Linked DNA regions of Rattus norvegicus: region 1 is linked to region 2. A link is a contact called in public Hi-C data. All regions are on one chromosome and are shown on one strand. The core of a region is the stretch at or near the end of the contact, and the rest is flanking DNA. Distances in the headings are between cores, read along the strand shown.

Region 1 (6,831 bases), core at 1,317-3,816, 170 kb before region 2:
CACATGGCCATCTTGTACCTATCTTCTCCCAAGCTAGGTAACAGGCTCAGAGCTTTCCAGAGGCACCCCCAGTTTTGGAGGGGGACTTAAAGGAGGGTATAAGTGGAGATGCAACTGTGTGGTTCTGCTTTCTGCAAGATTCTAAGGCCCCAAACCTGAAAATGTAAAACAGAAGAATGAAAATCACCAAAGAAGACAAAGAATTTCAAATTCTTGAAAATGAGACCCTGAGCCCCTCTGAACCTCTCTTTGAAAGACACCATACACAGTGTCAAGTTCCCCTCACCCCTTCACGGCAGTATTGCTGGTGCGAGAGTACAGATCTATCACCAGTTAACACTGTCATTCACTGCTGTAGGGTTCTGTATGAATCTGGGACTTCAGTAAATGAGGCTGGACACTCATTAAGGGATGAGTAAGGGGTTGGTTGAGATAAATTGTGATAGCCATTGTGCTTTGTATCTTAAAGTTCCACACTCCGGTGAATGAATTCTTCTTCTGCCCATGAAGATTCAGGGTTACATGAAGACATCAGTAGAAAAGAGAACAGACTCTGTGAATAAAGTGTTAAAATAAATCTTACATATAAAAAAGGGAGTGTAATAAAAAGTAAGAACTGATGACACCCATGGGGAGGTGGGTCTTCCTTTCCCCTTTATTTTGTATTTTCCTCGCTTTGCAAAATTCCTATAGTGAACATATTATATTGTTTGTATAGTGAGGGAATGAGTCAAGGACAAAGAAGAACATACAACTAGAATATTAATATTAATACAATCAAAGTAACTTAGCTAACTCCCGGTAATACATTTTCAAATTCAAAGCTGTTGAGAAAGCATCTCCGTTAAAAAGAGCTTGGTGTCCCAGCCTAAGTTCAGTCCCTGGACTCCAAGTAGAAATGGAAAGAAAGAACTGACTATGGAAAACTGCGCCCCCACCCACAAGCACATGCATACACGCGAAACCATACTGATAAAATTTGAATCTTTAAATTCAATCTTAATGCTGTTTCCAGTTATATGAAAGGAGTTAGAAAGCAAAGGAAAAAACTAACAGGTGTGACTACTGGCCTTAGTTTGGTGTGTAAGTTTCATACATTAAGCACTTTGTCCATTTAAACAAGTTTTTAAATACTTTATAGCATAAAAGCTAATTTGCATTTTTTCTAGAAAGGCCCTCACCTTTTTGGCCTGAGGCGAATTTCTATTTCTATTGATTTTTACAGAACCAACGTGTGCAACTGTGAAGTGGAAAAGCTAAAGCCCTAACGCTCAAGGCTAATACTAGTTTGAGAAGAGTGTTGGCCCTCTTTAGTGACCTCTTTTTCTTTAAAGAACAAAAAGGTTCATGTGTGCACCAGTCCTCAAAACTCCAACAAAGATCTGGCTTTGGATGGGGAAAGGCTCCTGAAATCCAAGAAAAAGAGTGCTTAAAAAACTTAAACTCTGAGGATGAATTCCCCCAGGAAAAAGTGAGTTATCTGAAACATGGCACAGTTTAAGTTTGCCCCCCACCCCATTTTGCTTACTGTTACAGAAGTACTGATCAGTGCAGTGCGTCGTGGAACAAGGGGAAATTTAACAGCTCTGAAATTAAACCCGGGAAATTACTAATAGATTTATGAAGTATGTGTAAAGCAGAATCTCCCTGGCTTTTAATGCTTCACCTTCTGGCTTTCCCCTCATTTACTCGGTGCAACTTCCACTGACGTTATCACACCGACACACGTCCAACTTCAGGCAACTGTTTCGTTCTGAAACGTTCCTAAAGGTAAAAAGCGCGTCAAAGTTAAGCTAAAGCTTTCTTTCCATTACTAGTAAAGGCGCTGGAACGCGGGGCTCCAATGTCTGGAAGCAGCAGCTAAGCGCATTGGGCGGCAAAGGGGGAAAACGCAGACCAACTTCTTCGCCCAGGCCCTCTGGACTGCACCTCACTAAGAACCCCTCGAAACCTGTGGCAGGTCCAAAGCAGGAGCGAGCAGAACCTGGCCTCTGCTGCGCTTTCCCAGCGAACGCCGCCCCAGCCCTGTCTTCTGGAGAAGCGACGCGGGCAGCCAAGCTCCCAGCTTTCAAAGCTGGGCGGGCTTGGCGCCGCTTGGCAAGGAAACTTCGATCGGCAGCCTGGGGACCCTGATCCCAGAACTGGGCTGGGCTGCCGAGGAGATGCCGCCCCGCTCTGGCAGGAACCAGCCTGTCCACCTCCTTCGGTGGCGGCCGGGCAGGGAACGCCAGCTCCGGGGACCGCGGTGGCAGACGAGCGCTCTTCCCTGCTCGTTGTACCAGGGGGGCTCCTCGGGTGGGCCGGCGGCCGGCGACCTGGGAAGGACGTGTTGGGGAAGGAAAGCCCGTTTGCCTTTACCTGTCACCGGGGTCCAGCGCCGCGGAGCCCGTGTCCACCGGCGGTGGGCAGCGCGCTCAGTCGGCTCTGGCGTTCCACACGGCGAGTAGAGCTAGCGCCCCACGTAGCCGGCGGAGCTTCATTCACACAGCCCAGCCGGGAGGAGGGGGAGCGGAGCGGGAGCGAGGCTCATGTGACAGGCGCCTTGGAGTATTAGCTCTGCCAAGACGGAGTCTGCGCATGCGCGCCACGGAGGGCCCTCTCCAGGCACCTCGGCCCAGCCCGGGGGGAAAACGCGGCCAAGAAGCTGCTGCTGGGAGGAGCTTCGGCATGCGCAACCGCAATAGGGTAGCCAGGCTTGCAGCCATATTTAATGAGGACTGGGCGGATCCAACCCAAGTGCGGGGCGTGTCAGTTGCATTTGGAGAAAAGCACAGCTCCATTCGGTTCCATTGTTTGCAGATTGCCTACCTTGGTTTTGCTTTTGTCTTTAGAACAAACTGTTTATCCTGAGCATCTTGACCACAGCGTAATAGTAGAAATATAATACTAATGACATCAGACCACATATTTAGCCTCCTAGATACCAGGCATTGTTCTGGCTTACTATACCTTCTTTATTCGTTGCATTTAATGATCACAAGAACTCACGAAGAATGTATCGTTGTTTATTTTCCCTCGTAAAAATACAGAGGCACAGAAAGGTCGCATAGCTTTTCCGATCTCACACTGTAGTAGCAATAGAAAGAGTGATCAAATATGGTGATGCTTGCAGGGGCCAATTTAATCTCATACAGGGAAATCTATATTGCAGTTATTTATCGATATTATCGCCAATTTAATCATTACCAAGCGAAAACTCAAGCTGACACATACTCCTAATCCTAATCCTCCAATTTAGGGGTTGGAGGTAGGAGAATCAGTCCGAGGTCACCCTAGGCTATACAGCAAGTTTCAAGGCAGGGCACTGTCTCAAAAACGGACAAACAAAACACAAAATGAAGTTCAGATTCCAACTGAAGTCTCTCCGTCTCCAAAGCCATTTCAAACAATTAGAAGAAATATCCTATCCTTGTAAAGAATGAGCAGGCTACACAAAGAGTGCAGCGAATTAATTTGTTGGAAGAACTAAGATTGGAATCCGCATCATCAACAAGTACTCAAATTCAGAATCTGCTAGAGTAAACAGTATTTTTTTCTCAACTTTCTTGCAACAGGGCCTCACTATCCCTGGATGCCTGAAACACACTATGTAGACTAAGCTGGCCTTGAGATCACAGGTATTCAGTTGCTCTGCCTCCCAAGAGCTGAGATTGTAGTCCTGTGCCACACCCCTAGGCTTTTTTTTTTCTTCGAGAAGTTCATACGTGCATACAATAAACTATAATCCTATATGCTTCCATTTGCCCCCTCCAGTTCTCCTCAAGAAACCCAAATTCCCCCAACACCTCCCCTCCTAATTTAAAATTCCTTGTTTTATTAACCCAATAAATCCAGTTAGTGTTGCCCATATTTGCTAGCATGTAGGACCCTTCAACAGAAAAGAAAAAACCTATCAGAGGCCACACCCTCAAAGAAAAGTGATTCTTTCTCCCCAGAAAGCTATCAACTACCAATGGCATCTCAGTAAGAAACAGAGCCTGGGTATCATCTCTCCCATCTCTGTGGGAATGTTGGTGGCTTGGTCTTATTCTTGAGTTCAAAGACCTTGTGTACAAAAGACAGTATTTTACAGCCCTCCTCTGAATGCTCCAGCTCCTGCATTCTTTCAATCTCCTCGTGTAAGATGGCCCTTGGGCCTAATTAGGACTAAGGTTGAGAATTCTGTCATTTAGACTCAGGGCTGAGCACTCAGCCTCTTCTCAGAACTTTGACCGGTTATGAGTCTTTGCTGCCCATGGCAAAAAGAAGCTCCCCTGACCAAAGTTGAGAACAGCCCAGATCTGTAGCTATAAACACTAGCATTGGAAGTCAATCATTGAGCTAAATTAAAATGCCAGGTTCTACCCAAGGACCTATGGGCTCCCCAGACATGGAGTTACAGTATCAGGTATAAAATTCCCTCCTGTGGTGCAGGTTTCACATTGGATCAGAAACTGGGCAGATCAGCATTGTTAACATGCAGGGACCAAAGTTGGGTAAGGCCATGTATGCGCAATGAATTTTGAATGGCTACTTTGGACAAACTAAAGGTTTGAAATACAAAGCCTGTATCTTGGGCCAACCCATGTAAAGCTTCCAGATATAAATCTATAATCAAACACAATCAAGATTTTGGCTTGTTTTAATACAAAACCTAACAGGGAAACAAACATGGTCATGTCATGAAGACAAAAGGTAGGGTCGTGGGAGAAGACTAAACTTCAGATGATTTTTTTTAAAGCCATACTTCGATAAGCTCAAACCAAGGCAGAGTTATCACAGGATCTCCCCTGGAAGGATCTGAACTGTGAAAAGAATCCAGAGTTCTGCATCCTTGGGAACCCTGGAGTAGATATGAAATGTTGAATCCAGATAGGCTTTATCTGGATCTATACCTGAGCCCCAAATCAAAGCTTCTTCTATGAGCCAGCTGCACATATGCTCTCCACACAAATGGGGTGATTTATTGATGGCAATACTAATGGATGATTACACGTGGCAGACAGCAAAGATTCTGCTAGCTTGTGATTGGAGAGAACGAAGGGAATTTTTAAACCACCATGGTTATTCACACTACAGCAGATCAAAGCACAGAGGTTGGGAGTAGTATGAATAGAAGAGGGGAATGAGACTAAATTGGAAGGACTGTGAATGCTGGACAAACATTTGTACTTAATTCAGAGACAAATGGAGGAAAATTTGAGGATGTTTGCTTTGACGTGTGTGTGTGTGTGTGTGTGTGTGTGTGTGTGTGTGTGTGTTGTACACACGGACAGGCTTCCCTTAATTATGCACTTTACCAATATGCCCAATAGTTAAAACGTTTGAACAAGGCAATCCTTTTGTTAGAACTCTTCCTTAAGCACAGAAATCAGGGGCGATTTTGTTTGAGAAGTTTCTCTTTTCTGTCTTTTCTTTCTTTTCCCACAACACTGCAGGATAGAAAAACAAGAGTTCACTTGTGGACTGATCAGAAGGGCCCCCACCGAGACCCCCCCTGAACTATAATAAAAGTAAGGATAAAAAGCGTCTTCTCTGATAAAGGAGTATGAAAAAGGGCAGGGTGATCGTAAGCAAATTTATTCCTCGAAGACATGAGTCTTTGCTTGAAATGTAGGATTATTTGAGAGGCCTGGAGTCGCAAAGATTATGATGGGGTTGCAATACATGAAAATGGCCACTGGGTGTCGCCACTGACCGCCAACAGCTTGGAGGGCTCCAACATTTAAACACACCCAATCCAATGCCTACACACACACAGACGCACACCACACACACACACACACACACACACACACACACACACACACACACTTCATCTTTTGTGAGTTAAAAAAAGAAAAATGTCGTGACAGCCGGAGGCATAGAGACATATTAGCTGTTTTTCCTTTTTTCTTTCTTTTTTTTCTTTCTTTTTCTTTTTTTTCTTTTTGAGTTACCAGGTTTTTCACTCTTCAGGTTTCTGAGTAGTAAAATGATATCTCATGCTTAAATGTATTAATAATGTGGACCGTTTATAATAAATTAAGCACTTAATAAATGTTACCTATTATTAATGAAGATGACAATGATAATGGTGATGGGGGTGGGAGGGTAGGGGTTGGGGTGGGGGGGTAATAAGGAGTAGGAGGAAGAGGAAGGCTCCTTGATTAAGGTCCCTAGATTTAAGAGGAAATATTTGTGGGGAGATATAAATGTCTATTTTTTTTCTAAACAAAGAAATTCAATTGTGGTGCTAATAAAGCAGTTAATGGTTTCTTTAAAAGCTATAGATTGTGGGCTGGATGTGGTTACTCATTCCTGTAACCCCACTCCTTTGCATACAAAAGCAGGATGATCCTGAGTTCCAGGCCCGTTTGGATTATATAATGAACTACCACTTTTATTCTGCTTAAATGGACACAGTACCTAACTGCCTTCCAAAGCATCTGTCTGCCCATAAAATTAGCACCACTCTCAAACATCTTCAGAAAAGTTTCTTTGTGAGGGGACAGTGTTTTGTGCAGAAAGAACTGGTCAAAGTGCAGAAAACAAATATCAGGGAGAGAAGGCTCAGACAGAAAGAGGATGTCTATAGAACATACATGTGCACACACATGTGCACACATACACATCCTTGATGCCCATCAAGGCTCAGAGAAAGGGAGGCAGAAAAAGCCTGGGGAAGACCAGAGTAAAACAGTATCTTCTGAACACGACACGGTCCCCACACTCAGCCAATCACAACCGTTGTGACGGCCTACATAAGACCCACACAAAATCAAGCCGTGCGACATTTCAATATGGGATAGGAAGGGGTTCCTGAGTGTGTGCTCACCCCTGACCAAGGCACCATGACAAACTGAAGGAGGG
Region 2 (7,242 bases), core at 4,566-7,065:
ACTTCCGGAAAGCAAGAATCTACTTCTCTGCCATCCTATACAGAGCATCTACTGAATTATTTACAGCTCATAAGTATTAGTTTGCACATCGACATCTTTGCATCGTATGACAAGAGTTCTTAGGCTTGCTCAGGGACAGAGCTGTCAGTGGTGAATAGAAGTTTTGGTCCTGCTTTGTGGACCTTCGTTGTTTCCCTGTCACACTACCTTGGTGTTCCTTAACTGTGAGAGGGTGGCTTTGAAGAGGAATGGCAGCAAGGAAGGGCAGGGAAGCTGGGCTCCTAAGGCAGCCTTACAGATCACCAGATAGAAGTCATCTGCACCAGGTTTTTTTTTTTTTTTTTTTTTTTTTGAGGGTGGAGGTTCTAAGTTGATGTTATCCTCACCATCATCAGTGTTCTTGGTAGTCACTAAGAGCTACGTGTAGAAACCACATTTTCATCCAAGAAAGTCAGCAGGCATATCAGGACCAAGAGCCAAGAGACTCGCTGACACAGTGAGCATCATCAGTATCTTGACCTGAATGTCACCGACATTCAGGAATCACTGGGACCACCATTTACTTCACTGTATACAGTGGCCAGAATGTAATAGTCCCTGTGGATATCTCCTTAACACCTGTGAACAGTCTACACACACACACACACACACACACACACACACACACACACACAATTTATCTGTCTATAACAAGAAAACTAAATACTGTTTTGAAGGTCACCTCTAGCTCTGTTCTAGGAGGCTGCTGTTTGAAATATGATTTCTCTCTCTCTCTCTCTCTCTCTCTCTCTCTCTCTCTCTCTCTCTCTCTCTCTCTCTCTGAAACCCTCATGAGCTATTTAAGTAATAATTACCATCATATGGTGAAGATCCCAGCTTTATCAGTTTGGGTAGAATCCTTTCTTTTTGAAGTACATTCCCTACATTTCACAGGCCACAATGTGAAGAGCTCAGTGTCCAGAGAAAGTGCCAGTGTACGTTAACAGCCTAATTGGCTCTCTATGCATCAAATCATTGGGAGACCCTGATACCTCCCTGACATTAGCTGTCAGCCTTGGGAGCCAATCCACAGAAAGCAAGCTGGTGCTATTCAATGAAGCCTGGAGTTCATAAATTCTTAAACTATGTGTGTGGGGGTGTTCTTTGTTGTTATTGTTGTTGTTGTGGTGGTGGTGGTGGTGGTGGTGGTGGTGGTGGTGGTGGTGGTGGTGGTGGTTTGATTGTTTGGTTTTGTTTTATATGTGAAAATGTCAAGAAGTTTCACTGATTTCCCCCCTTCACTTTATAGAGACCTTAGCTTGCTTTCATAGGATTTCTTGTGTAAGCCAAGGTTGGATGAAGAAGTACAGAAATGCCACCATACGTGCCCTTTAAACAACACACCCAAGTTGAATACAACTAAGGAATGTAATGGAGGTCTCCAGAAAGTTCCAGAGAGTATAAGGCAAGCAGGACTTCAGCAGATGAATTTGTGGAGGTCAGGCTTGACAGAATGCATCCTTGGCCCCCCTCATACCAAAGCACCAAGTCCAAGAGCTTAGAATGCGCTCCCCTCCACAGTCCTGTTTGCGCAACACCCCATTGCTAGCCGTGTGACCTTCAGATGGAGGAACGGAATGTCACGCGTGTGGAATCTGGATACAGATGGACAAACTGACCTGGGTTTGCATTTTAACTATGTCATTTACGAGCTGTAATGTGCTATGGGGCTTACTGAACAGCTCCATGCACGCATCTCTTCATTAAAATGAAGATCATAGTTCTATTCTGCCACAGGGTTATTGAAAGATTAAAGATAATGCACACAAAGCTCCCGATAATGGTGCTTATGCCACGGTAGTCATAGCAACCATTAAAAGGTAGCTGTTTTTTCTCTGTTCCTGTGAAAGAAGCCAGACACAGAAGGTCACATAGTCTATGATTCCATTTATAAGAAATGTCCAGAATAGGTAAAACCATGGAGACAGAAAGTAGATTAGTGGTTGCTAGGGTCTGGTGAGAAGAAGGGATGGAGAGTGACTGCTAATGGACACAGTTCCTTTGGGGATGATGAATACGATCTAAAATTAGAGAGTCAAGATGGCTGTGTAACAAGAGACATGCTCAAAAAAATCACCGAATCATAGGCTTTGAAAAGGTAATTTTTATGTTATGTGAATTATATATTATTTTCTGTTCAAAAATATTTATGGCTATAGACAGACCTGAGAATTTCTAAGGTGTGAAAAGCAATAGCATCTACTTCACAGTTTCCACCTGGTTTAATGGGCTCTTTTTGGTTGCTGTTGCTTGCTTTGTATGTTGGTTTGTTTCTTCAGACAGAGATTCCTGGTGTGGCCCTGTCTATAGGGAAACTCTCTGGGTAAACCAAGCTGACTGAGAATTCAAAGACCCCACCCGCCTCTGCCTCCCAAATGCTGGATTAAAGGAATGCAACACTACCGCCCAGCAATTAGTTCTATTTTTTTTTTAATTTAGACTAATGCTACTACATTAGAAAAGTTTAAAATGTCTGCTACACAAATATTACTGTTACGATCATTTTCTTAATTACCATTTTATTATAGGTAACATGGTTTAACAAGCCAGTTAGTATATGTTGTGATGATTAATGGTGCAATCACTGGATGAATACTATCTTGATAAAAATCTTCACTCCATCTTTTATGTGACATTAGGCAAGCATTCAGATGCTCGTTCCTTAGCTCCTTTCTCTTCTCAATGAGGGTAATAATAGCTCAGAGCTAATGAACTGTCGGGAAGGATTAAATGATGTATCCCTGACAGGGCTCTTGGCTTCAGGTTTCAGAAACCTGGCCTGATTTGCCTGAAACCAGATAGATATAAAAGAGAAGAAAGAAATAGAAGAGAAAAAATAATTTGTACAAATCAAGAATGGAATAAGAATAAAAATGAAAGGAGAGAAAGAGAGGAAGCGAGACTAATGCAGAACTGTCAGGCATTATGTCTGGGCTCAGACTTCCCATAACTTCTGTACCCAAACTTCCCTCCTGACTTTTTGAGATCGTGTTCTTAGTGGAAACTTCTTCAAGCCTTTGCTAGTAGGCAGGTAGTGGGTAAAAGGGCAGGGCATTGCATTCTATGCTTGCTGGAAGTATAAATTTCATGAAAGAACTACATAAAATACTTTAATAACATAACATTTTCACCCAATGAAATCATGCATGGGGATTTTGTTTTACTGGACAGTGTTTACATTTACTTATTTATTGTATGTATGTGAGTACACTGTCACTGTCTTCAGACACACCAGAAGAGGGCATCAGATCCCATTACAGATGGTTGTGAGCCACCATGTGGTTGCTGGGATTTGAACTCAGGACCTCTGGAAGAGCAGCCAGTGCTCTTAACCACTGAGCCACCTCTCCAGTCCCACATGGGAGTTTTGTGAATGAGCTAACATAGATCCTAAAGGCTAAGGTTTCATTAGATAAATGCAACAAACCAGAAAACAAGGCCCTGGGTTGAACATGTGCAGATTTTGGTAGATGCAAGGATCCTAGAACAAACCTCTATGGATATCAAGTGGCATCTGTGAGTGTGTGCATGCATGGGTGCCTGCGTACATGCATGTGCTCATACATTAATGCGCATGAGGGTATCCTTGCCACCTGAAAGTATATATAACACTTAGGATCCCAATGACAATTTTAAAAACCGTTGTATACTTTATACAGAGTCACATGCTCACAAGTGAAGGAGGGGAGGGACTCTGTGAGGGGGGACTGGGACAGTATTTGGGATGTTAATTAATTAATTCAAAAGAAAGGAAGGAAGGAAGGGAGCAAGCAAGCAAGCAAGCAGGGGAAAAGATAAGCCTGAATTCTATGCCTATGCAAACATTTCTGTTCAGTCATAATTTAGGAAGTGGACAAGCGTGACAGACTACATAACACATTCATAGTCTGCTTCTTCCCACTTGTGAGCGTGCATCATTATAAGGCATTAAATGAGAACACACCCAGGGCGTGTGTTTCTCAGACTCCTGTGTGCTGGGGGACTTTGCTCATGTTCTTGTACAAGACAGCGGCCCTGCTGGTTAGCTCCATTGAGAAAGATGAGGCACACATTCGCTGTGATCTAAGTGTCAGTTGGCTCACTCTGGAACGTAAGTGCTGCCAGCTCTCTGAGGAGAGAAGGTTGAATCTACTGTCAAAACTCCCAAAATTGCACTCCCTCTTCTTGAAATCATCCGTCGGTGCTAAGATACCAAAGTGGCTTCCAGCCAATGAGAGACCACAGATTTTTTTTTTCCATGACATCAAGTTCCTTGCATCAAAACAGCTCTGCATAAGTTCCTAAGTAAATCAGGTTTGTAAAAAAACAAGCGAAAACCCACAGTTTTCGCTCACCTCTGGGGAGTAGCCATGACTATGGCAGGATTAAAAGCCCGGTCACCTCCTGGTTGATTTCAGCCTCAGGACCATCCAGACTATTACCATAGTCCCACTAAATACTTCAGCCCTTCCAGATGTTAGAGTTTTCAAATAATTGCATCCCAGTGACAAGGAGTGTCCCTTGCAGGGACAGAGGTTGGATTTCCCCTGATGTATACACAGGACACCTGCAGGTGGAGACACAGGGCTATCCGTGGGAACCAGGAGGCTTTCTACTTACTGTCTTCCCCTCAAAACAGTTGGACTTAGCATTACAATTTTTGCTTTCCACTTGCTTCTGTGAATTCTGGAAGGTAGGGGGACATAAACACACACACACACACACACACACACACGGGGTGGGGGGGAATATCGTTATTCTTGCCAGTGTAATATACAGCATTGACCCCAATTTCATCAAAAGCAATTTTAACGAACATTTTAAAGTTAAAAAAACAGGAAAAAGTTGTGAATTACTGCTTAGCACTGTGGTAACTAGTCATTTGTGTTCCCAGGGAAACACAGTTGCCACAGCTGCCATTGGGCTTAGAGCCAGAGCTTTCTGGGCAACCGTTATAAGGCTGTGTGTTTGTCCCACCTGCATGTGAAGAGGAGCACAATTTGTCCCCTTTGTAAAGCAGCCCAGTCAGAAACTCCATAGTGCCCAACCTGAGCAGAGCGTGCCACCATCTATGTATAGGTGCCAACTCTGCCTGGAATCAGGCAGGGAGAGCAGATGGCTCCTGGGGAGGGCCCCTGGCTCTCGGCACAGCAGATGGAAATGTACTGGCAAACATGCATGCTAGTTTCTCTGGCCATGCCAGTACATGAATAATCACCCTCCCTTCAGGCCATGTATTAGTTTCCTGTGGCTACCCTAACAATTCACCATAATGGTGGTGATTTAGTACAATGCATACTTATTCTTTCCTAGCTCTGGAAACCAGAGATCCTAAATAAGGCTGTTGCTAGACCCATGCTCCCTCTTAAGGCTTGAGGAACAAAAGCCCTAGCCTGCTTCTCCCACATTCTTGTGGCTCCACCTGTTCCTGGGCTTGGGGCTACACTGTTCTGACTCTCCACCGCCCTCTCTGATGGCGTTCTCTTCTGTCTTAAACATCTCTCTCCTTTCTCCCACAAGGGCACCACTCATTGAGTTTTAGGCTCACTGTAAATCTGGAGTAATCTCAACTTAATTACCTCTGCTTCCACGTAACATCACAGCCACAAGATCCCGAGACATCTTTGGGGGTGTCTCAGTGGTAATGACATCAGGCTGTGTATTCAGGATTTCATGTGGAATCACTACAAATGCATACATATCCCAAGATGACATTTTCTTCATGCCTCGCAGACTAAGGCTAAAGATAGAAAGCCCAGTGAAGGGGTTGGGGTGTCGGTCATTTGATACAATGCTTGCCTAGCATGCAGGAAGCCCTGGCTTTGCTCCCCAGCATGGTGCTGTGTCCATAATCCCAGTACTTGGAAGGTAGGAGGATCGTAATCCTTGGCTACATCAAGAGTTTGAGGCTACATGAGACTCTGAGCTATGTGAGACGAGATCTCAAAAAACCCAAAACCTCAATGAATAACTGTATCTGTGGGCTCTGATTTAGAAGCAGTGGAGAAAGTAAGTGGGCTGTGCAATCCAGGCATCCTGCTTGGCTGAGACGGCTACACTTACTGTCACCAGACCAGGCCTTCCCTGGGGTGTTAGATTTAATGAACATGAACCGGGTATGTGCTACTTAGGGGGTTGAGGCAGGAAAAAGGCACAAATACAGGAAATAATTTCAGACCAGCCCAGGCAAAACAGCAGGCTCCCTCCACCCACCAATCTGGAAAAAAATGTAAAGAGAAAAGAAATTTTGTTCCTTTATAAGCAGAAGAATGATTCACGGCCAAAACTGCTTTCCCTGAACAAGTCAAGCTTTTGATTTGTCAGTGTTAATACATGTGCTAACTCGGTGCGAGAAAAGTCACAGTTTGGTTTCCGGTTGTAAGAACAAAGCAAGGGGGTACTTGTTATTCATGTGCTTTAGATGATGTCATGGCACAAGGAGGAAGAAGAATGATGGTTTAATATTTGTTCTCTGGAAGGTCAGTTCTTGTGAGAAAAACAGCTCTACTTCAGAGCACCCAGGCCTTTCTTGACGTTTCCCTTTGGTTGACTTCTCTGCTCCCTTATGTCTGCAGGGAAGGAGAGAAGGTGATTGTCTGTACAATGTAGATGATGCTTTTAACAACTGAAAAGTTGGAACTGAAAAGTAGGAAGGGGGTAGGAGGAGGAAGAGAGAAGAGAAACAAAGTGCTTTTAATACCAAAAACATGTTTATGTTTCACCTTGATTTTATAAGTGTCTCAGAATGTATGTTTAAGAAAAGGAAGGAGGGCTGGAGAGATGGCTCAGGAGTTAAGACTATGTCTTCTGGAGGAACCAACTTCAGTCACCTACGTGACACAGCACACAGCTGCTTGTAACTACACCCCCAGGGGATCTACATCCTCTGGCCTCCTCAGGCAGTACATTCACGTATCCACATATGAATGCATACAGACAGACAGACAGATAGACAGACAGACAGACACACATCACTTAATTAGAAATAATAAATATAAACCTTAATAAAGAAAGGGAAGACTTGACTATTTACACTGTCATTTGGATGCTGTAATTGTTTGTTGACTCAGAGTATAGTAGGAGTCTAGCAGAGCTCTAACAGAGACAGCCATACTAATTTGCATAAAAGATCCTCGGTAGTCTTCGCCTATGTTGTATTTCCTGTTCCTGTATTGGAAGCTTTGGGGTTTTACAAATCACTGCGGTAGAAAAAGAATTCAAGCA

The links. A called contact is a pair of places that touch in the nucleus more often than the background predicts.
Region 1: a contact with region 2 is called in a Hi-C map of Schwann cells, with 3 times the contacts expected there. The contact joins the promoter of Clcn5 here to the enhancer-like site in region 2. A contact is called at or near these places in 2 of 12 Hi-C or Micro-C datasets (the Rat2 cell line and Schwann cells).

The regions. Positions count from the first base shown.
Region 1 is chrX:17,852,995-17,859,825 of GRCr8, reverse strand. It overlaps Clcn5 (chloride voltage-gated channel 5), which reads right to left and starts at 2,566. Exons shown (of 14, transcript NM_001414393.1): 1 at 2,359-2,566; 2 at 1-155. The coding sequence starts at 11.
Region 2 is chrX:17,690,149-17,697,390 of GRCr8, reverse strand. No RefSeq gene overlaps it. Among named protein-coding and RNA genes, the nearest start is that of Fusl1, 76 kb to the left of the region's middle. Within about 2 kb of position 5,815, at least 13 of the 93 cell types and tissues checked have an H3K27ac peak or open chromatin away from gene starts, as enhancers often do. A contact at or near this core is called in Schwann cells, where this site is marked.